Linked DNA regions of Anas platyrhynchos: region 2 is linked to region 1. A link is a contact called in public Hi-C data. All regions are on one chromosome and are shown on one strand. Each heading gives the region's core, a stretch centred on a gene start, on an enhancer-like site or on the middle of the called end of the contact. The rest is flanking DNA. Distances are from core to core; before and after follow the strand shown.

Region 1 (2,720 bases), core at 18-2,517:
TTTCAAATCTATTTAAATGCAGCAAGGAAGAGGGAATCGGTATTCTTAACACTAATATGGGTTGAAGATGTAAATAAGCAGTCTGATCTAGTGTTGTTTAAAGCTATTAAACATCGCAAACTTCCTTCTACAATCAAAGATGAACAGCACCAAATGCTTCTCTGTATTCCCAGGGCACTATACCATAGGGTAGTGTGAATTCACTGTAGTAATTGCATTACTCTCATGATACACCAGTAATTATAATTATTTGCATTGCTTGCTAGAGTCTTCTTAACTTTTTTTTTTTTTTTTTACTCTGCTTCTACTACTCTATCCAAGATATGGACTACTATTTCCTCCAACAGCGATCATTCATCCATACTGTCTGCAGTAACTATTCCTTCAGATACTTAAAATATCTATCAATTTACCAATAAACAAGAACTTAGAAATACTGAAGTCTGTTCACCTTTCTCATTCAGTCTCATCTTCCTATTCAGCTCATTCTTTTCATATCATTCCCATTCGCTATGCACATACGTATATATGCTCCATCTTTTGCTTATATTGCTCCCCTTCAACATAAAATCATTTTGCATCACAGCCATGTATTGTCTGGAAAGTATGAATACAAATTATATATGCAATTCAACAACAATAATGGACATCTGAATCAAGGCACAGTAACTCATTGATCAATAAAACACATTAGAAGATCATACAGAAGAGTTCTTTCTTTATTGCCTCCCTGAAAATACTGAGAGAAAACCCATTTGTATTTCAAGGTCTTTTTGTGCTGTTCACACAATTTACCTATAAAATATAAAATACATGATGAAACTAACTTGTGCCATAAGCACAAATTCTTTCTTGGCCTTTAAAAAATATTAAGCATCACTGGGAAATGTTTAGAGATCGCTCATTGCTCCTGGTTGGTTTATGACTTTTGTTTTAAAACTAGTTAAAAAGGTTTCTAAATAGATTTAAATACCTTCACGTGATAACCATTGATCTCCGTATAAGAAGGGTTTGTATACTGGCAGTTCAATATATAATCTCTTATATGGGATACTCTCTTGCTACTCTTATGACTCTGTTAGAGCCTGCATTCCTACAGCAAGCCTTGTCTCAAAAAAGTAGGGTTTTGAGATCTGAGAGCCAAAGAAGGGCTTGTATGTGCAAAACACACAAAATTTTCTCATGCTGGAGCAGTACGTCATCGTATAAATTGTATTTCACATTTGTCATCACAGCAGCACTTCTGTCAGCTGTCACCATTACTGGGAATAGCTCAAGCAGTTGAGCAAATGTGTCCTTGTGGAGAAGAAACATGCTTATAGTTGCAGGGGTTTCTACCATCAAGCCTGAGAAAAAGGGTGCACAGTATAGATGATGCTGGCACAGAAAATCAGAAAAAGATAGTGTACATCATCTGGTCCCCCTTTCCTTCTCTGAGAAGTCAAAACCATGATTTCCTGCCCACCACCACATCACAGATATAAGAAGGAATGCCATGAAAAGCACTACCTCAGGAATTCTGCCCCTGGCACAGGATTAGAAACAAATGAATAAAGAAAACTCCAGATTTCCAAAAATTCTTAAAAGCCTTGAATTCTTAAGACACCTGTTCTGAAATATTTTATTTTAAAGACAGATGCTTTTCATGGGTTTTCATCATCCCCATTCTTCTCCTTCGTGCATTTCCTGCTGCCACATTAATACTCCCATGACAGCTCAGTGAATTTCACAAAACACGAGAGAAAGCATGTTGCTGAGAGCCCCTAATTCCGAGTGCATCTATGCCCATAGGCTGCTAAGGTAACTGCTGTAATACGCAGAGTTTTGTGTCTGAATCGTACATAGTTTTAGCTTTCCTCCTAACACAGAAATGCTGCAGGGTGGATAGTACGAAGCAGGCTTTGGTGAGGTTCCTTTGCACACTAGTTAGATGAAAGTGTCAGGAATAAGTCAGAAAATGATCATCAACTTTATAAAATAGAGGTGACTGCTGAGTCTCAGTTCCAACAGTTTCATTTCCATATGATATGTCAAAAAATTACTTCTCAAAGGCCACATAAGCAAGTCTGGTATCAACTGCAATCTCTAACAGGTAGCAGAGCATGTCAAAAAATTACAAATTAAAAAAAAAATTCCCAATTTGTGAGGCAAGAAAATACGTTCATAATGTGTCTCTCACTGTCTGGACAGGGTACATACACAAGACAGTCCAGAAACACTTTCTCAAATAGTGAGAAAATTGCTGACAAACTTTAAGACAGAACATAGATTAGCAATTTCAGTGTTTGTGCTGGCATTTTGTTAGGCACAGTGAGCAAAGATAATCCCGTGGTCTTATAACTCAAGACGCATTTATAAATCTAAAGAGCGCTTAATGCAGACAGAATGAAAGCACATTAATATACACTGTAGAAATAATCTGCTTGCTAGAATGAAGCTACAGTTTCTTTTCCCTTCTTCCTTGTTGTGCCCCATTATCCATGACTATCGTAAAACTAAGGTAAATCTGTTTCTCGCCCAGAGATCCTTTCAAACGATGTTGCCATTTCATGCAGGCACCTGTAATTTGAGGAGATAAAGTATACAAACAAATCACCTAGCCTGTCAGCTCTGGCTATAAAAGCCTTCCATTCACACTGTCATTTTGCTACAATCACAATGTGAATTGCAAGCCATTTAGCGCAATTTCTTGCTGTTCTGCAACAAGTGAGTAGTGACAT
Region 2 (2,749 bases), core at 134-2,633, 49 kb before region 1:
TGTAAGTTGAGCAGAGTCCTTGTGAATTGTCAGCTGGGAATTATCAACCAGCCATAGACTGCTCTGTCAATATGCAAAGCTAAGGGAGATCCCAAAGAGGCAACTGCAGGGGTGTCACGATTTTCAGCAGCCTAGGGAAGTTTCATGCAGCTCTATGTGTCACTGGGATCAGCATCTCAGTAACCACTCTATGCTCAGCTCCACCACACAGGAGGTTTTGGCTGGCCACACTACATGTTAATGTGTGAGCTTTCACCCAAGCTACACCCCGTTGCAGCAGCTGAGCAGGGAAGCACCTCAGGTACACAGAAATCAGGGTAGGGTGTAGTTAAATTCACCTCAAATAAAAACAGCAAGGTTGTGTGCTTTGCCCTGAGCTAAACAGAGTGCTACCGCTCAGTTACCATAGTGTTGGTCACTGCAGGGATACAACAGGGTTGGAGCAGCAATCAGATTTCCCTTGGGAACACAAAACATAAACATGTTGCACATGTAAACAGAAAACATACATATGTATATATAGACAGAATGAGAATGCGTGTGTACGATAAAAGGTAATAATTCCCTAAGAGACACGCCTGGTAGTGGTATGTCAAGGGTAATACCTTCTTCAGCAGAGAAACTTAATGCTGAAGCTCTCCCTGTGGCACAAAACACACGATTGGTTTGTGTGTGAAGTATTGCCTTCTTAGTAATTATCAGAAAAAGCTGACCAGCAGCCCTACACACTGTGGAACAGTCTCTAAGGAGAGAGGTAGGGAGGGACACGGTTTTAGGGTAAACCGAGTCATGCCTTGAGAACTGCATGGACAGGACAGCACAAGCTGAAGGAGACCCCTTTCTCTGCTGGTGCTGTGGCCATGTCACACAGCAAGGCATCCTCACACAGACTGGAGTTGGTACAATGCGTAGGGACCAAGCTAGGGACAGCTTGGAGAGTCTTACCGCTCCACAGACAGTCACAGCACTGAAATATGAATGCATTACACATAAGAAATGAAACAAATCCAAATCTGTGTCAGGAGATGATTTTCTAGGGCTCCCATTGTGCCCAAACTTATGGAGCAAAGCCTTCATTTCCAGTTCTATCCAAAAATCACTGAAGCAAAACACAGCCTTTCACTGCTTCAGAAGACTTTGGAGCAGCACTTTCTGTGTTACAGAGGGAAAAATTGTTATAAAGGAAAATAAATACTTTATGTTAATTATATAAAGTATTTTCAGTATCCCTTAAAATGGGCAGGCTTACCTGCAAGCTGTCAGAGTATTTAGGTAGTAGTTAAAATTCAGAAGATATTTCATTCATTCACATAACAGCAGGGCAGTTTCATCTTCTTTCATTGTCCCACAAACATGTTGCGCTGCACAGAACACTTGTACTCATTATTTCTGCAAAATTAAATGCCAGATTAGCTTTCAGCAGGAGGCATGGTTGAGAAATTCAGGAAGGACTGGTGAAGCTGGAAGCGAGCAGAGCATCGTTCCTACCCAGAGTAAAACAGTTGAGTCTTAGTTTAGTTTTGATGCAACAGAGCGCTCAGATAAAAGCATGAATTAAAGAAAATTAGCACAAAAGGACTTAGACACTGATATCAGGCTGATATGAAGGTTGTCCTACGGGCTACCTCCAAGCAACCCTGAGCAGTAGGAGTGCGTTCTCAGCACCTCTCCTGCTGTGCCCCGTGTCTATCCAGGCTGAGAGCCACCTTGGCTGGGGTCATGCACCCAGGCAGCTGCCAGCTGAACAGGACATGCCATCAGGCACTCCTGGGGTGTCAGATGAAGGACAAGGGCCATGCACACCAGCAGAGGTGGGAGGCGGCTGCCATGGACTGGCTGTCGGCAGCCCGTGACTCCTCCAGTCCTGAAGGCATGTTGACACCAAAACAGGGAGGCAAGGACGGCAAGTGTGTCCTTTTGGGCTGGCCTGCACTCCTCTGCAGCTCAGGGAGGTCTTTCTCCAGGGGAGCCCCTTGGTGCCTGCATCCTTCTGTGCCTACATGCAAATACCTGCAAAGGAGCAGAGCACCAGGGAGGACAGCAAGGGGGACACTGGTCAAGGCTGAAACCTCATATGTTTTGCTCCTGAGCTTTTTCTTAAACAAAGGGAAACCAAATGTTTCTCAGGGTTTTTTAATTATTATTATTTTTATTTTTATACCAGCACCCCCATCACATCCCATTCACTGCAGTTCCCACTGGAAGCCTGTCATGCCACTGCTTGCTGACTTTAGCAGTGTGGATGGAAGAAAAAATTTTAGATACTGCCCATCCTACTCAGATGGTTGCCACAGATGCCTTCTCCCTCACCTCCCACAGGAGAGCTGACCATCCCAGGCGGGCTCCAGATGCCTTTATTTCCACATCAACACCCAGAATCATTTCTGGCCGTGGTGGAGAGCACCAACAACCTGTTTTCCCCACAGAGTCCACCTCTGACAGAGGCTTTCTTCCTGATTTAATGCCTGAAGCTTTCTTTGGGAAGGACATTGTGATGGGTCACAGCCAGGGGCACGCAGAGCCAACAGCCTGTGGAACTGCAGCGATGTGTGGTGCTCATCAGACCAAGCCACCACCAGAAGCACTTCAACAGCTCTTTTAGCCCATCTCTGCAGGATCAAGCAGAGACTCAGGCGACAGAAGTTGCCTGAGGACCCCTCTGGGAAGGTCTGGATCCAGAGGGCTTTCTCCCTCAGGCTGCAGCAGGCCCTGGGGAGAAACCTCCAGGTTTGACCTTCAGGGGCCCTCC

What was found. A called contact is a pair of places that touch in the nucleus more often than the background predicts.
Region 2: a contact with region 1 is called in a Hi-C map of skeletal muscle, with 1.8 times the contacts expected there. The contact joins the promoter of ATP6V0A4 here to the enhancer-like site in region 1. A contact is called at or near these places in 2 of 8 Hi-C or Micro-C datasets (F5 follicle and skeletal muscle).

Annotation. Positions count from the first base shown.
Region 1 is chr1:59,659,703-59,662,422 of IASCAAS_PekinDuck_T2T, reverse strand. The region is part of intron 10 of KIAA1549 (KIAA1549 ortholog); the gene reads right to left. Among named protein-coding and RNA genes, the nearest start is that of TMEM213, 48 kb to the left of the region's middle. Within about 2 kb of position 1,267, at least 1 of the 8 cell types and tissues checked has an H3K27ac peak or open chromatin away from gene starts, as enhancers often do.
Region 2 is chr1:59,708,839-59,711,587 of IASCAAS_PekinDuck_T2T, reverse strand. ATP6V0A4 (ATPase H+ transporting V0 subunit a4) reads right to left here and starts at 1,383. Exons shown (of 21, transcript XM_038181139.2): 1 at 1,250-1,383. TMEM213 (transmembrane protein 213) reads left to right here and starts at 2,534. Exons shown (of 3, transcript XM_021273720.4): 1 at 2,534-2,749.